Regions from separate parts of the Sus scrofa genome. Here region 2 is linked to region 1. The links are chromatin contacts, called in public Hi-C maps. All regions are on one chromosome and are shown on one strand. Each heading gives the region's core, a stretch centred on a gene start, on an enhancer-like site or on the middle of the called end of the contact. The rest is flanking DNA. Distances are from core to core; before and after follow the strand shown.

Region 1 (4,003 bases), core at 489-2,988:
TCCGTACAGAGTATGCTCAATAACAAGGTTTGTTGGAGTGTCATGCAATTCTGCACAACACCGACTACTCCAAAACCAAAAACCGATGGAAACACTGGAATATGAGGAAATTTTATCATTAGGTTTTTTCAAAGGCTTAAAAAAATTTACTAATAAAAAAGGGGGTGAGGCATTAATTATAAAGAACCACTACTTCCACCAAAATTTAGTAGAGAACCTAATAATAGATCATGGAGTATTACAATGGCTCTTGCTCCTCCTAAAAGTAGTATTTATTTATAAATCTGACTCACGTTCTCAATGAACTGGGTATTAGACAGCATAAGGAAGTCATTGAAGACATTATGCAGGCGACAATCTGTGGCTTTAGTTTCCCGAATTAGTCCATCCACTTGTTTCTTGATTTCATGGGTCCTAGAGATAGTCTGCTGTGAGAATTCCTGTAGAAACTGTAGCAGCTATTTAAAAAATAAACATACAGTAGTATCAATATTATACACATCTATTCTGCATATCAAAACAGGAAAGAACCCATTTCCTTTTGTGTGTGTGTGTTGGAATGTAAAAGGGATTCTGCTTTTGACAGCTTTATGACCAAGTAGCATCAAAAAACATTAAGAAAGTTCATCAGCCTTGAGCTGTGGTGTAGATCGCAGACGTGTCTCAGATCTGTCAGGGCTGTGGATGTGGAGTACCTAGGCCAGCAGCTACAGCTCGGATTCCACCCCAAGCCTGGGAACCTCCATATGCCGCGGGTGTGGCCCTTAAAAAAAAAAAAAAAAAAAAAGAAAGTTCATCAAAACAGCGGCAACGAGTCAACGGATACTTGCCATCTCATTTTGGGAGGAATTTTTAAGTCCTGTTTGGTTGTCATTCTACAGGGATTGCAAACGAAAGCCAAAACAACAAACCACTACTTTTATCCAAAAATCCTACTTCAAATGGGACTTTGGAATGACCATTTTCAGTTTACTGGGTGGGCCCTTAGCTAAAAAGTCTCACTCAAGGATATCCATATACTAGTTTTTCTACTGCCCCACTCAGTCCAGGTCCCAACATGGAATTGACGAAGTAATGCCATTGTAAGCCTGCGGAGCGGCGGAAGCCGATTTCCCAGCTCAGGATGGAGTTGGTTGCCGGTCTGGAAAACCCCAACGAGGAAAACAGCCGGGTGTCCAGGCCGCTGTCTGCTTGGGAGCGCTCAGAGGGCTAAGGACAACCGGCCCACCACCGCCCAAGTGCCTGGGGATTGCCGCCGGGGAGTTTTTGAGGGCAAGAAGAGATGTGTTAAGTCGATGTTTATGGGGAGTCCCATCCTCCCTCCCGCATCACCCCGGATGAGTCGCCCTCCCCTCCCGTCCCTGGGCCCGCCTCTCACGCCCGCGTCGGCCGCCAGCGACCAGCTTTGGCTGCTTCTGCGGATCTCTTCCACCGACCAGGGCCGCTCCCACACGGGCTCCGACGCCGGCGCCCGCTCCTGGTCGGGGGTGGTCTGGTTCATCTGCAGCGGGAAGGACGAGAAGAGGCGCTGAGCTCCGGGAGGGCAGAGGGGGCCGGGGCCCAACCCTCACCCAACCTGCCACTCTCACCATCCTCGCCGCGCAGCCTCACGGGCTCCAAGGGCCCGCAGGACGCACCCGCTGAGCCTGGAAGGTCTCTGGAAGCCGAACTTCTCAGTGGTGCCTCAGGCACGTGACTGTAGATCACATGACCCCGGCGCCGGTGACCTGCCCCTCATGTGACCGGCAGTGGATGGCTGCCGGACTGCCGGAAGGAAGGTGCAGAAGCCGGCTGGGGACACTAGACCTCTTCTAAGAGGCCTGTGGCCACATGGATGGACCTAGAAGTTATCATACTAAGTGAAGTAAGTCAGAAAGACACCTATCATATATCACTTAGATGTGATATATATATGACATAAATGAGCCTATCTATGAAACAGACTCACGTTCACAGAGAATTTGTGATTGCGGAGGGGGGTCCGGAAGGGATGGCTGGGGAGTTAGGGATTAGCAGATGGTGACTAATGTACGGAATGTGTAAAAAACAAACTTCTATTGTATAGCCCAGGGAACTATATTGAATATCCTGTGATAAACTTTAATAGAAAAAGAATATGAAAAAATGTGTGTATAACTGAATCACCGTTATACAGCAGAATTTGAAACATTGTAAAGCAAATATACTTGAATAAAGTAAATTTTTAAAAATCTATTTCACTAAAAGAAAAAAAGCCTGCAGCCGGGCTATGGTGGCGGGAGTTGGAGAAAGGAAGGGTGCAGACGCCAGGGGGAGCTGAAGGGGTGCGTCCGACGGGTTGCATTTTAAGCTAGAGGGCAGTTGGCAGGGTGTGATCAGCCCGGAAACGCCTGGCAGCGAGGTATGTTTAGAGAGAAGGGCCAAAGGGAGAACCAGCCTAGGAGTTTTAAACGTTCCAGGCGGTGGGCAGAGGAAGAGCTCGCTGCTGCATCTCTTCCTTGCTGCATCTCTGCTGCCTGTCGCGGGGTCAGCGCACAGGCGCCCAGATTTACTGGATGGTGACTGTTTAAAATCCTTTACTCGCTAGCCAGTGCCCTCAGATTCAAGTTCAAACTCCTCATATAACAGGCAAAAGCCCTTTAATATCTGATTCCTGCCTACGAATCCTTCTTCAACGTGCCCAGCTTCCCCACCAGCGTTCTGCGACCCCTCACACTTCCTTGAAGTTCCCTCTGCGGAGTCCCTCTTCCTCCAGACCAACTTACTTTTTAAAATGAAGATCCCTATTTCTTTCCATTCTTTTTCGGTTTTGTTTTTTTGTTTTTCTTTTTTGGCCACTCCACAGCATGTGGAGTTTCTAGGCCAGGGATCAGATCGAGTCGCAGTTGCGACCTAAGCGCAGCTCTGGCCACCTGGGATCCTTTGGCCATCCTGGGATCCTCTGGGGCGGGGTGTCAAACCTATGTCCCAGGGCTTCCACGACGCCCATGCCACAGTCGGAACTCCATTTCTTTCCATTCTTATGTGCCCATGGGCAAGTTATTTTAATCCTTATGAGTTTTCCTCCTCAGTAAAAGGAAGTTACATGTTTTGCAGGAACTGTGGTAACATTTGTAAACAGCACAATGCCTACCATACTGTGAGCATTAAACATAGATTTTACCACTTCCTCAGTGGCCTCTGTTTATCAAACTCTTGAGCTTTCCATTGTTTTTGCCTCTGTCTCTCTAGTGAAGACTTCCCTAATTCCCAAGGATAATTTTAAATGCCCCCCTCAGTTATTTTCTAAGGGTTCACACAAATATTCACCGTAGACTATCATAAGTGTATTGTAATTTACTTATCTATCCTTTTTAATAATAATGTCTAACATTTATGAAGCACATATAATGTATCAACTGCTTTATATGTATTAATTCATTTAATTCTCACAATGACTCTGTGAGGTGGTTACTGTTATCCCCATATTTTACAGTGGGGAAACTGAGGCACAAAGAGAATAACTTACTCAGGGTTGGACAACTAGTAATGAAGCAGAGCCAGGAACCTACACCATTAGCCACTATGTTACACTATAGCTAGTCTTAGTTTCTTAAGAGAACTTCATTGTTGGTTTTTTGTTTGTTTGTTTGTTTGTTTTTGTGGGGTTTTTTTTTTAGCAGTGCCTGCAGCATATGCAAGTTCCTGGGTTAGAAATCAAACCTACACCACAGCAGTGACCCAAGCTTCTACAGTGATAATGCCAGATCCTTGACCCACTGCACCGCAAGAGTACTCCAGAACCTTATTTTTAAATTGCAGTCTACCAACCTCCTAGCCCTTCTCCAACATTCATTAAAAAATATATATGATTTGACCCCTAGCCTGGGAACTTCCATATGGCACCGGTGCGGCCCTAAAAAAAAAAAAAAAAAAAAAAAAAAAAAAAAAAAGTGGGTGGGAGTTCTTATCGTGGCCCAGAGGTAATGAACCTGACTAGTATCTGTGAGGATGCAGGTTCAATCCCTGGCCTAACTCAATGGGT
Region 2 (4,003 bases), core at 796-3,295, 230 kb before region 1:
AATTTATAATAGCGTGATTAGCTGCTTCATTTTTTGTTACAACTTTAATGTGGCAATAACAAAGTAACAAGCAACCAGAAAATCTGTTTAAGACTGTAACAGTTAACCATTTGTTCTTGGGTCATTCATCTATGTTCTGGACTTCAGTTCTGTCCTTTATCAAGGGGCTTGTGTGGGAGCAGGGAGGAGAGAGAAGTTAACAGAGATGACCCCTTTGGTTCCACTGAGCTCTCAAATGCGGTATTATCTATGGGGAATATGTTGCCCTGCTTAGTTCCACTCAGCACCACACATACTGCAGTCTTAAACTCACCTTAGAAGTTATGAATACATGCCTTTATAATTTCAAAAAGCCTTCTGACATAGATGGATAAATTAAATGCTTCTTAAAATGTTACATGTAACATGGCATGATTAAAATAATAATATTCTTAGTAATATATTGATTTCAAATACATTTTCCATTAAGTATTTTTCATATTCATTTTTTGAATATGAAGTAACATTATGCTAAAAAATTAAAGGTCTTTGTATACATTGTTGATTTTTTAAAAAACAATTATACAAAGAGTAAAATGAACAAACTTTAATTCTGACACTTTAAGACTCTTAAAATATCCCCCAAATACATAAATTCTCAAAGTTTGCTGAAAAAATCTTAATCAATACAATTCAGAACACACTTGTTATAAAAGTTATTATAGAAATTGTATTACCGTAAATACTTCCCGTTACTTTTGTAGTAGGACTATTCAATTTCTTTAGTATAGAACCTACTCATTCAGGGAACACATGTATTGACCACCTACTGTGTTCCAGGTACTGTTCTAGGCCCTTGGGAATGATGAGGGAACAAAACATAGATCCCCTTTTCTCCTGGAGCTTAAGAAAATGGTGCAGAAGAGTATTGGTCTTCTTTGGTTGTCTCAGAGTGTATGTGTTCAAGGCATGTTTGTTTCCTTAAGAGTTTCAAAACTATAAATCATACTTCATGATGGAATACATATATCCAATTTAGCCCAGATCCCCTGAGGCTGATTCTTTTCATCTTTACTGTTTTTGTCCCTCCATCTCAAGAGCATCTCTAGCCTCGGCAAAGTTAACAGAATGCATCCATACAAAATCTGACAGACATGCAAATGGCAACATTAGAATGTCCCTGCCAAATGAAATTAGAACTTACATGTCTGGCTTATTGGAGGGGGGGGAGTGGGAGAGGGAGGGGGAGAGAGACGGTGCATGCACATGCACACACAGAGTAAATAATACCAACAAACAGAACAAAGACCCTTTGTTACTGTTCCATCTTTTATGCATTTTCCATCTTATGAGAAGCTAAAAGATCTTCCCATAAAGAATGCTCCAGCAGAAGGAACCAAGGTGCCTTCTGAAAACAACACTTCCTCTAGAAAACGCTATGGAGCCTGCAGCTATGCTTATTCAAATTATAAGCCAAGCTGTCTTTCTCATGATTTTCCAAAGCCATAGTTCCATGATTTTAAATTATATGGTCAATATCATGTCAGTTGAAAAGACATTTTTTACACTAAGAGTAAGAGACATCGTGAAAAAAGAATAGGCTTATAATTTATATTCTTAAATGCTTATTTGGCATAAGAATACTTTTTACAATTTTAAGGGACAGTTTTGTGAGAAGCAAAGGACATCCCTGAAAACAGAATTAAACTGCTAAGCTTCTCTGGTTGGGAGCCCCACGAGTGAGGCATCCTTGAGCAACTCTAGTTCTATGTAGCTTTGTTCCATAAGAGCTAGGGGCATCTCTAAGATCAATGAGAAATCCGGCTACTGCTAACAGGGCACTTTTCCTACCTGAAGCTTCATTTTCCGGCAAGAAGCATCAGGGAGTCCTCAGTGCAGCTGTCCCCCAGCAGCATGCTCCTGGGTTCTGCCTGCAAAGCAGAGCAGCTGCTGCCTTCCAGCACCCAGCAGAAGCACACCGTCGCTGGACTTGCAAGGGCTTGCTGGAACTCTCTGAATGCCACTCCCATGATCAAACTGGACTAACTACTTCCTCCAGCTGATTTCCTAGGAACTAGGTAGTGAATGAATAATTCATGACAAGTCCATTCCAGCAACCAGTTTCTGCTCTATGGTTCACTCCCCACAGCAATTTGCAATGTAAAGATTCTAAACCATACTTGCTGGCATGCCAGGAATGAAAGTTCAGTTTTCTAGTCAACTAAAGTAAATGTTAGTGGATCTGTTTGCTCTTCTTTCATGCTAACCTATCACCTGGACTTGAGAGACTTTTTTTTTTTTTTAAGTAGAAAATGTCAATGATTAACCACAGATGTCTGAGAGAACAAAATAATTCTTTTTTTCTCCGTAGAACCTGTCCTACAATGTAGGTTCTGGCTGTAAGAAAAGCAGCTTGCCCTGAGATCGCAAGTCAGTATTTACATTTAGCAAAAGACCAGTTCTTGCAAAGCACAGAAAATCATGACATGGTGGGGGAGGGAGGCTTTCAGTTATCACTGCCAGGAAACAAATTGCTTCAAAGGGGAATTTTCCTGGTCTCTCAGGCTATAAATAAATCTTTCATCTCATTGGTATTCTTCTGTGAAGAACATGAACAGTCATTTTCACCATTTGTCAATGCTTACACATTTCCAAATGAGTGCTGTCTAAAGTATTAAATCCTCTGCCACCAAAAACCTAATTCCAAGAGGAACTTGAACAAAAAACGGAAGGCCCATTCTTCTACCTCAGCTCTGCCTCCAGGAAGTCCAATACCACACCTACCATTTTCACCTGTTTCAATCTTTGCTTCTTTTTCTTCTTCACTCACGGAATATCTCAAGATAGTGCTCTGTCAGTAAGTTAATTTTTCAGCCATGACCATTCTGTTCCTAGCTGCTTCTAATCTGTTTGTTCTGCAAATTCGTTCTCTCTGAGTCTCCTTGGCCCCGTTTTCTTCCTTTTCCACCTCATTCTGTTATTTTATTATCATCGCCATTTCTAAGCCTATGTTCTATGAAACTTGGGTTTTTAATAGCTCAGGCAGGAATTCTCTTCTTTTTTGAAGGGAAATTATTATTTCTTGCAGAACAGACTGCATCTTTCTTCAGTGAGCACTGTGCCTTTCTCTCCACCTTGCTGTGTGTGCAGAGGCCTGTGTCTTCTCATTGGCTCAGGATGTTCTTCCCAGGATGTTCTATGTAGCATCTCTGTAGGTGCTACTGTGTAATCTAGGGGAACCCTTCCCCTCCCAGCTACATCCCAGCAGCTTTGCGCAGGTGTGCTATGAGGAGAGAGATTCGTGGAGAGTGTTAAAGGAAAAAGGGATCCAGCTCACCTGGGGCTAAGGCTTTAAGCAGCCTTACTGCTCTCTTCTCCAAGGGATATAGTCTCTCCTTCCCTGACATTCTGCAACTCCCTCCATCCTTGTGAGATTTCATTTCCATCACAGAGAGTCAGCCCAAGTTGTTCCTTGGGAATCATTCCCTTTCCTGCAAATTCACTACCCACCCCCACTCAGCCATGAGTGAGAGATAAGGGAGTTCTCAGTCACCTGGGGCTCACCATGTGCCCCTTCATCCACTCCCTGTTCTCCAGAAACCTGCTTTTGTCAGGTGTTCTGCTGACTCCCAGTTAACTGATGAAGATAATCAGCTCCGGGGTTTACCGTCATTCTGCCTTTCTTCTCTACGTCTTTCCCAGCCTGGACATACCAAAAGAATGATCTCCCGTTATCTTTTCTTTGTCACATGAGAGAAACATTCAGGGACAGCCAGCACTGCAGTACCCACCCACTCTCCTGCCACACACCTTAGGGATTTTACAGAATTTTGCTCACTGTTCTCTTCTCTCCTAGAGCCTCTGCACAGTGAGGGGTTAGAATGCCTCTGAAGCCAAAACTCTGAATTTTTGGAAACTTTCATTTCTCTCACTGACCATCAGCTGTGTTCTTTGAATTTGCTGTTGGTATATTTTGGGTAGTTTTAATCCATTTGCTGTTCATATCATTAAGTCTAAAAGGAAG

The links. Hi-C and Micro-C count contacts between places; a contact is called where the count stands out from the background.
Region 2: a Hi-C map of liver shows a contact between it and region 1, with 3 times the contacts expected there. The contact joins the enhancer-like site here to the promoter of LOC100522401 in region 1. A contact is called at or near these places in 1 of 5 promoter capture datasets (liver) and 1 of 47 Hi-C or Micro-C datasets (liver).

The regions. Positions count from the first base shown.
Region 1 is chr14:90,580,134-90,584,136 of Sscrofa11.1, reverse strand. LOC100522401 (WASH complex subunit 2A) reads right to left here and starts at 1,738. Exons shown (of 33, transcript XM_003133111.6): 1 at 1,590-1,738; 2 at 1,379-1,501; 3 at 294-458. The coding sequence starts at 1,592.
Region 2 is chr14:90,808,328-90,812,330 of Sscrofa11.1, reverse strand. The region is part of intron 2 of MARCH8 (E3 ubiquitin-protein ligase MARCH8); the gene reads right to left. Among named protein-coding and RNA genes, the nearest start is that of MARCH8, 85 kb to the right of the region's middle. Within about 2 kb of position 2,045, at least 19 of the 83 cell types and tissues checked have an H3K27ac peak or open chromatin away from gene starts, as enhancers often do. A contact at or near this core is called in liver, where this site is marked.